Linked DNA regions of Sus scrofa: region 1 is linked to region 2. Evidence: chromatin contacts called from public Hi-C data. All regions are on one chromosome and are shown on one strand. Each heading gives the region's core, a stretch centred on a gene start, on an enhancer-like site or on the middle of the called end of the contact. The rest is flanking DNA. Distances are from core to core; before and after follow the strand shown. Region 1 holds the start of CFAP70 (cilia- and flagella-associated protein 70). Region 2 holds the start of DNAJC9 (dnaJ homolog subfamily C member 9).

Region 1 (4,442 bases), core at 650-3,149, 130 kb before region 2:
TCTGTCACCCCAAGTCTAATAAGGATTAATTATGTTTAAGGAAGTGACACCTGTGACTTATCCTTGATTGCCTAGGCCTTGAAACAAAATACTTAGTAGATCAAGATCATGAGTGATTTAGAGCAGTTCCCTAGCAAAGACTTTGTCCTAAGTCTAGCTTATTATGTGGAAAAAGTATGTTGTACACAAGGTAGGATGGCTATCTCAGTGCAAATTCACTCACAACGCTCACTTGGGAAAAAAATCCAGAGATAAATGCCTTACTCAATTGTTCCATAGTTTTATTTTGAGATGTTTTTATTATTTATAACGTTGCAACTTAAAAAAATCTTTCTCTTGGTTTTTTATTTTATTTTATTTTATGTTTTGCCCTTTTGCCTTTTCTATGGCCGCTCCTGCAGCATGTGGAGATTCCCAGGCTAGGGGTCCAATCTGAGCTGTAGCCGCTGGCCTACGCCAGAGCCACAGCAACGCGGGATCCGAGCCGCATCTGCAGCCTACACCACAGCTCACGGCAACGCCAGGTCCTTAACCCACTGAGCAAGGCCAGGGATCAAACCTGTGACCTCATGGTTCCTAGTCAGATTCGTTAACCACTGTGCCACGACGGGAATTCCTCTCTTAGTTTTTTAAATTTTTATATATTCATTAGCAGAAATACAATTTATTTTTAAAAACTTGGCTCTAGTAACCATATCCTAAGCAAGGAATTTCCATGGAGAATTGTGTGTGTGTGTGTGTATAGTTTAATCATTTGTTTTGAAATAATTTCAAATGTATAGAAAGTTGCCAGAACAGTGCAAAGAACTCCCATTTCCTCGTCACCCAGATTCTCATCTAGTTCATATTAGGTTACTGCTTCATTACTCACTCTGTGTGTGTGTGTGTGTGTGCATGTGCATAGATCCCTAGTTATCAGTCTTTTTCTGGAACTTTTGAGGGCTGAGACGGAAACTGAAGGCATGATATCTCATCACTCCAGTAGGTATTTTCCCCTAAACAGGGACACTCTCCTACATAACAGCAAACAAAGTACCACATCAGGAAATCAATATTGGTCCAATATTACCACCCAATCTACTGATCCCATTCAAATTCCATCCGATGTCCCAATAATGTCTCTTTTCCTTCCTGGACCAACATGTTATACAGGAATACATATTGCATTTAGTTGTCATGTATCTTTAAACTCCTTTAATCTAGAAGTGCTGCTAATCTTCCCTGGCCTCGACAGTTTTATTAAAGAATACAGGCCTTGGAGTTCCTGCTGTAGGGTGGTGGGTTAAGAATCTCACTGCTGCAGCTTGGATCGCTGCTGAGGCACAGGTTCTATCCCCAGCCCAGCCATGCGTGTGGCCATAAAAACATTAAAAAATCCAAAGAGTACAGGCCTTACTTTCTATAGAATGGCCTATAACCTGGGTCCCCCTGATTATAGGAACACCACAACATATTTTGCTTTTCCCAGTGAGTCTCATCAGGAGGAATGAAATGTAGACTCCTGACACTGGTGTTTTAACCCTCATCGCTTGGTAGTGTTGGTTTCTTAATGTCACAGTTTTCCCCTTTGTAATCCATTAGTATTCCAAAATCATGCCAATATCTTATTCCTCATCAAGCCTCTACACACCAACCTTAGCATTGAAGACTCCTGCCTGAGTCATACCATACACTTCTGTAGTTGGTGCAAAATGGTAATTCTCTGTGTCAATTCCTCTCAATTACTGAGTTGGCATTCTACTGTTAGAGCTTTCCTTTCTCTCATTTTTATTTTTTAAATTACTCAATGGATTTTATTACATTTATAGTTGTACAACCATCATCAGAACCCAGTTTTATTGCATTTCCATCCCAAACCCCCAGCACATCCCCCGACCCCCCAACCTGTCTCATTTGGAAACAATGTTTTTCAAAATCTGTGAGTCAGTATCTGTTCTGCAAAGAAGTTCATTGTGTCCTTTTTCTAAGATTCCACATGTAAGTGATAATATACGATGTCAGTGCTGACTTCACTTAGTATCATTGTCTATTTTGAAGCTCAAATTATCTCTGATTTGGCCAACATTTTAAAGTATGTATATTGCTAAGATTCATCCATCCATGTTGTAAGTAGCTGTAGTTCATTCCTTTGTTTTGTAATATGCTATTCTGGAATATATATCAGTGTATTCATCCATTCTTATGTTGGGCTGTTTCCAGGTTTGGCTTTTGCGTGTATGCGTGTGCTTTTTTTAAGGCCGAATTGGCGGCGTATGAAGGTTCCCAGGCCAGAGGTCTAATCCGAGCTGCAGCGTCCAGCTTACACCACAGCTCAGGACAACAGAGGATCCTTAACCCACGGAGCAAAACCAGGGACTAAACCTGTGTCCTCTTGTATGCTAGTCATATTCCTTAACCACTAAGCCACGACGGGAACTCCTGTTTCTAGGTTTTTGCTATTATATTTTGCCATTCCTACTCTAAAGTAACGCTGAAATTCAAATATATTAAAGTTTTGCATTAACGTCACATACTTCAATTCTGCTTATTGTAAATACTGAGCACTAAAAGCAACATAGTTTTGCATTATCACCGTGAATGATAGCCAAGCTCACTTTTAAAATACTGTCTTTCTGCATTTTTTACAGAAAAAAGATTTTAATGACCTGTTTTTAAAAATCGTTTCATAAAGGCTTTTATCTTTAAATAAATTTCCTTTTGGTTTTTATCCTTATTTATTGAGGAAAAACTGGGAAAAAAAGAAGTGGATAAAGCAAAATTGAAAGGTAGAAAACCTTGAAGTTAACCAAAACTTTCGCTAAAAGAAAGGGTCATCCTCAGAAGAACGAGGGAATCGCTCCAGGTCTGGACGAAGCGTTGAGGCGCACTCGTAGGTCCGTGGGTGCGGACGTAGTTCTAGAGCGCAGGCGCGGGAACTCGTCTTGCACCGCCTCTCGTTTACCTCCCAGACAATGTTATCGCGAGTCTTGGGATAAACTTGTGGTCAGTACAAGTTCTCGCGAGAGGCAGTTGGTTGCTATAGTTACGAAAAACAAGTTTGTGTCGATCTAAGAGCGCTCTCACTTGTTAGAAAAGTGTCTCTTCCCCGCCTCCGCATCTCGGACTTTTCTTTTCAACTTTGGGCCAGACTGAAAGGCGGAGACCACATCCCAGCACGACTGCACTGCCGGACCCCCGGCTAAGCGAGGACTCCCGCCAACCCAGGCCTCCCACCCGAAGCCAGACTTAGACCCCGCTTCCCACTTTGCGCCGAGATCCCCCGCAGTAAGCGCAGACCGGGCCCCTGCTCACAGACCACCCTCCAGTCACAGCATCGCCTTCATCTAACTCATTTCTTTTTTTTTTTGTCTTTTCTAGGACCGCACCCGCGGCATATGGAGGAACCTCCAGGCTAGGGGTCGGAGAGGGAAGAGGAGCTGTAGCCGCCGGCCTACGCCACAGCCACAGCAACACGGGATCCAAGAAGCATCTGCGACTTACACCACAGCTCACGGCAACACCGGATCCTTAACCCACTGAGCAAGGCCAGGGATGAACCCGCAACCTCATGGTTCCTAGTCGGATTCGTTAACCACTGAGCCACTACGGGAACTCCAATCTAACTCATTTCTTTCTTTTCTTTTTTCTTTTTCTTTTTCTTTTTTTTTTTTTGTCTTTTTGCCACTTTTAGGGCCGCTCCCATGGCATATGGAGGTTCCCAGGCTAGGGGTCCAAGCGGAGCTGTAGCCGCCGGCCTACGCCAGAGCCACAGCAACGCAGGATCCGAGCCGCGTCTGCGACCTACACCACAGCTCACGGCAACGCCGGATCGTTAACCCACTGAGCAAGGCCAGGGATTGAACCCGCAACCTCATGGTTCCTAGTCGGAGTCTTTAACCACTGAGCCACTACGGGAATTCCAATCTAACTCATTTCTAATTTGATCTCCCCCATCTGCTTCTGAGCAGATACTAAGAAACCCATGCCTTGTTTGTGGCAAGAGGACCCCCTTTCTGACTGCCCTGACTAGAACGTGTAACTGGCCAGGCTTCTTGAACTCATTGTTCAACAGATACACCACTAATGCCTCTTGCGGACAAGGCATAGTGCCGGGCACTCAGTGGCTGCAAAAATGTATGACAGATTACTTATTTTTAAGGGAGTAGTTGAGCATTAAGAAAAAGTTGTGCGTATTAGTAACACCATTTGTTTGGTGCTTCATAGGTTAAGCAGTTTTACTCTTTTAGGGATATTCGCAACAAATGTGAAACAGGTCCATTTTATAGAAGGTGAAATTCAGGCTCAGTGAGGTGAAATTGGCTTTCCTCTAAGGTCAGGCTAGTGAAGGCCTAATTTACATGCTGCTATTGAAAAGGAAAAAAGACTCATGCAAAAAGTCATTTCAAATGTTAGCTTAATAAGAAAATTGTCAAGGCCTAAGTCCTGAATAAGCCTGGAGACGT
Region 2 (4,361 bases), core at 1,859-4,358:
CTTTTTTTTTTTTTTTTTTTTTTTTTGTCTTTTTGCTTTTTTGAGGGCTGCTCTCGTGGCATATGGAGGTTCCCAGGCTAGGGGTCTAATCGGAGCTGTAGCGCCGGCCTACGCCAGAGCCACAGCAACTTGGGATCCAAGCGGTGTCTGTGATCTACACCACAGCTCATGGCAATGCCGGATTCTTAACCGACTGAGCAAGGCCAGGGATTGAACCTGCAACCTCATGGTTCCTAGTCGGATTCGTTAACCACTGCGCCGCGACGAGAACTCCTATCCATTGTCTTCTTGCAGTAAATGGGAAGAAGGGAGTTGGGGGGAAGAGGTAAAACATTTTGGCAAGTGAAGAGCTTGTTTTGAATCTATGCTCTTCAGTTTGTTAGGCTTCAGTTCAGTGAGGCTGAGTTTCCAGGGAAACATTAACTTGTATTGTTATAATGAATGAAAATCCTGTTACTTTTAGGTCTTTCTGGCTTTTACCCTCTGCATCCCATGATGATCACAAATGCTGAGAGACTGCGACGGAAACGGGCACGAGAAGTCCTCTTAGCGTCTCAGAAAACAGATACAGAGGCTACAGAAACAAAAGCGAGCTGACTTAAATGAGTGTAGCAGTGGAAATAAGTTTAAGTCCAATTAAAACATTTGTGCAGAACTCTTAGTTTTATTAGACTTAGAGGTTAATAAATGTAGTTTTTAAAGTCACCCATGCTTTTCTGGCCTGAACAGGGCTCAGGGAAGGTTTGTTCTTGATTGACGTAAAGCTGGTATAGGTACTAATTAGCTTTTTCAGCCTTCATCTGGGGAAAATAGTGGTTGTGGGGTGGGTTGGATTCTGCCTCTATTGGACAACTTTTTAGCCTGCTGCCTTCCAAGACTTCCCTGTTTCAAAGCTGCCAACCAGAATGTTCATGGCCTATCCAAGTAATTCTTCCTGTAATCATTTGCGATCATCCCACCAACTCAAGAACACAGTTACTTCCAAGGTAGGTTTGTTATGAGCTTTTAGGCTACTTTTTAAGAATGAATAGCTGAAAGAAAGATAATGTTGTAAAGTACCTACATACATTCTAGGCCTTTTCCATGCAAGATTATTTTTGAGAATTACAAGGTATCATGAAGTTAGGTAGGGTTATCTCCAATTTATAGGTGGGGAAGCTGAGGTTTGGAAGAAGGCCACATAGTTTTAATAATGGGCAGAGCTAAGAGTCAACCCTCAGTGTGCCTACCTGGAGTCCTTTTCCAACATGTTATATTGTCAGTGGTGGAGGAATTGAGCAAAAATGAGGGGCTTTACAAAAGTCCACTTAAAAAGTCAGTGATAGAATCAGGTTTAGGTATCATGATTTGGTAATGTAAATGACTAGTTGTGCCAAAAACAAAAAAAAAAGAAAACAAACCCCAAATACATTATCTGTTCCACCAGAACTGTAGCAAGGATTATATTCTGTGTAAGATTAAAATATAGAAGATTTATAGAGGAGATTCTCAAGCTCTATCAGTGTACCGACTTATTTTATTCTCTGGGCTTTATATTCTGTGAATAGTTATCAGCCACCTCAAAATCTGGGGGTCACAAATTCTGCCAGGGTTGTCACTGTTTGGCCTCCACTTGCTTTGAGGAGACTTTGAAGGCAGGACAGGCAGAGAGGAACTGACTTTAGTTGGGTTGTATCTTGGATCTAGGAAAGAGAAATGTTTTGGAAACCACAGAAGTCTGGAAGTTAGATAATAATCTACCCTGGTTTGAGGTCTTCAGAGAAACTTCAATTGGTAGAGCAGAGGCAAATGTGATTCTGGAAAGTATTGATCAGTTAGGGGAACTGATGTGAAATGGGTATTACTTTGAGCTACTGAGTTTCTGCCAACTCGACTACTGTTGTCTGTCTTTTTTAAAAGATTCGTATATATACAACTTCCTGTGTGGGCTCATCCTCTCCCTGATTTCCAAAGTTTTCTCTAACCCTGGCCTTGCTTTGGATTTCCAGGCCCAGATTTTTCACCATGTTTTAAATGATTGCATCAGCCTATCTTGCTACTACCTCAAATCCAACATGCTTTAGAAAACCTTTGCTTCTGAAGTTGACCTTTTTTTTTTTTTTCTTTTTTTTTTTTTTTGCGGGGATGGGAGGGGGACGTGCCTGCAGCATATGGAATTACCAAGCCAGAGAAAGAACCCGGACCAGAGCAGTGACATGAGCTGCTGCAGTGACAAGGCTGGATCCTTAACCTGCTGCACCACAAGAGAACTCCCCCAAAGCTTGTGTTTTTATTAAGATGATTGTTGGATTATATTATCTCCACCAAAGTGGAGGAGCTGTTAAGGTGAATAGGAATGATTCTGTAATAAATGTCAAATCTAGACTCTCAGATTAAAAAAGTTTTTAAAAGATTGGTATTTTGTGTTTTTTGTTTAATGTAGGCTTATTTATTGCAGGACTCAAGGGAAAGTCCCTTCCCAGCAGTTCCGCCACCTGTAGGATGCAAAATTATTTGGGCCTTAGAGCTCTATATACTCTTGTCAAATCATCATTGGAAAAGAGCAAATCTATTTAATCTTTAGGTTAAACCATGTGAAATTGCCAAACGCCAATGTTAGGCTTTTTTTTTTTTTTTAAACTGAAAAAAAGCAAAAAAACAGCATTGCAGGAGTTGCCCGCTGTGGCGCAACGGGATCAGCAGCATCTCTGGAGTTCTGGGACGCAGGTTCAATACCTGTCCCCTGCACGTGTTGCACATGTTGCCGCAGCTGTGGAGGTGGTCACAACTGGGGCTGGGATCTGATCCCTGGCTCGGAAACTCCATTTGCCGCGGGGCGGTCGAAAAAACCCCACCAAAACAACAATGCATAGATTCAGCTTAATATGATGAACGTTCCTTATACTGCATAAACTGAGCGGGGATTTTGAGAATATAGCTGCCAAGTTTCGAAAATAAGGGGAGTCGGGCCGCGGAGGAGAGGGCGGGGTAGAAGGAGATCCCCTAGGTCAGAGAGATCTGGGACGCCGTAGCCACACCCTGTCTCTACCTCGGCTGACGCCAGCTTTAACCACGCCCCATTTTGCAGCCGTCGTAAAGTGTGGCGTCGAGACCCCGCCCCTTCCTGCGCCTCTTATGACGCAGGCGCCCTGGGCGTTTTGCGCGGGAAAAGGAAGCGGTGTAGTGTTCTGCTCTGTTGTAGGGACCTGCTGTTTTCAGTGAGGCTGCCGCCCGCTCTGCACCACTACCAGCCATGGGACTTCTGGAGCTGTGCGAGGAAGTATTCGGAACCACCGACCTATACCGAGTGTTGGGCGTGCGACGCGAGGCCTCAGACGGCGAGGTCCGACGTGGTTACCACAAAGTGTCCCTGCAGGTGCACCCGGACCGGGTGGGCGAGGGCGACAAGCAGGACGCCACTCGCCGCTTCCAGGTACGCTAGACCCCGCTCCACCCGCCGCCCGGGCTTCTTTCCGTCTCCTGGCCGCTTAGCGCCGCCCGGGTGAAGTAAGCGGAACCCGGCCTGGCGTTTTCTAATCTTTTTTTTTTCCGCGGTGTTGTTCCAGTGAGGGGGCAGGGGTGACTTCTGGATGCTCTTTCCCGCAGATCCTCGGGAAGGTCTATTCCGTTCTGAGTGACAAAGATCAGAGGGCAGTGTACGATGAGCAGGGAACTGTGGACGAGGATTCTGATGTGCTCAGCCAAGATCGGGACTGGGAGACCTATTGGAGATTACTCTTTAAAAAGGTAAAGAACTCTGGAGATTTCCTTGTGACTGTTACCATCATTCATTCAACGAAGATTTATTGGATGCCTCTAAGGTCTTGCACTTTGTATTGTGTAAAAATGAGGAAATTTTTATTTGGCTTCGATATATTAATAAATACCCACAGGCATTCCTCAGGAGATACCTATCTAACCTATTGATCTTGAGGAAAGACAAATTTAACTATTAGGTTGAACCATGTGTATGTGTGAAACCATACACATACACACACTTAACTGAAATGGATCTTTAATCATCTGTTGATGTAGAATGATTATAGTAAAAGGGGGGCATTTAATTTTTTTTACAAGATGTGCTTTATTTTACATATCTAGATGCAAGTTTTGAGTATTTTCCTGGGTCTCTTCCCAACTTTGAAAACTTCACTTAAATTTTTCTGATCTGTAGCTTAGCAGTTGTAAAGGTCGGGCTGAGAGAACTCTGGAAAATCTTTGGCGTAGAAAATTTGGTTCCTTAAAACAGTTTCAGCTCAAGTAACGTGTATTGGGGAGAAGCATTTCAAGACCTAAATTTAGTTTTTACTAGAGTTCCTTTTATTTAAAATAAAATTCTCAAAGTTAAAGCATATATCTCTCATTTGTTCAGATATCTCTAG

The links. A called contact is a pair of places that touch in the nucleus more often than the background predicts.
Region 1: a contact with region 2 is called in a Hi-C map of liver, with 8 times the contacts expected there. The contact joins the promoter of CFAP70 here to the promoter of DNAJC9 in region 2. A contact is called at or near these places in 3 of 5 promoter capture datasets (fetal liver and liver), 12 of 47 Hi-C or Micro-C datasets (alveolar macrophages, embryonic fibroblasts, epiblast stem cells and 6 more) and 2 of 2 datasets of contacts at active chromatin or transcription factors (alveolar macrophages and skeletal muscle).

The regions. Positions count from the first base shown.
Region 1 is chr14:76,197,355-76,201,796 of Sscrofa11.1, reverse strand. CFAP70 (cilia- and flagella-associated protein 70) reads left to right here and starts at 1,899. Exons shown (of 27, transcript XM_013983341.2): 1 at 1,899-3,264.
Region 2 is chr14:76,069,048-76,073,408 of Sscrofa11.1, reverse strand. DNAJC9 (dnaJ homolog subfamily C member 9) reads left to right here and starts at 3,108. Exons shown (of 5, transcript XM_003483498.4): 1 at 3,108-3,412; 2 at 3,586-3,726; 3 at 4,352-4,361. The coding sequence starts at 3,233. MRPS16 (28S ribosomal protein S16, mitochondrial) reads left to right here. Exons shown (of 4, transcript XR_001301010.1): 3 at 464-986; 4 at 2,132-2,392.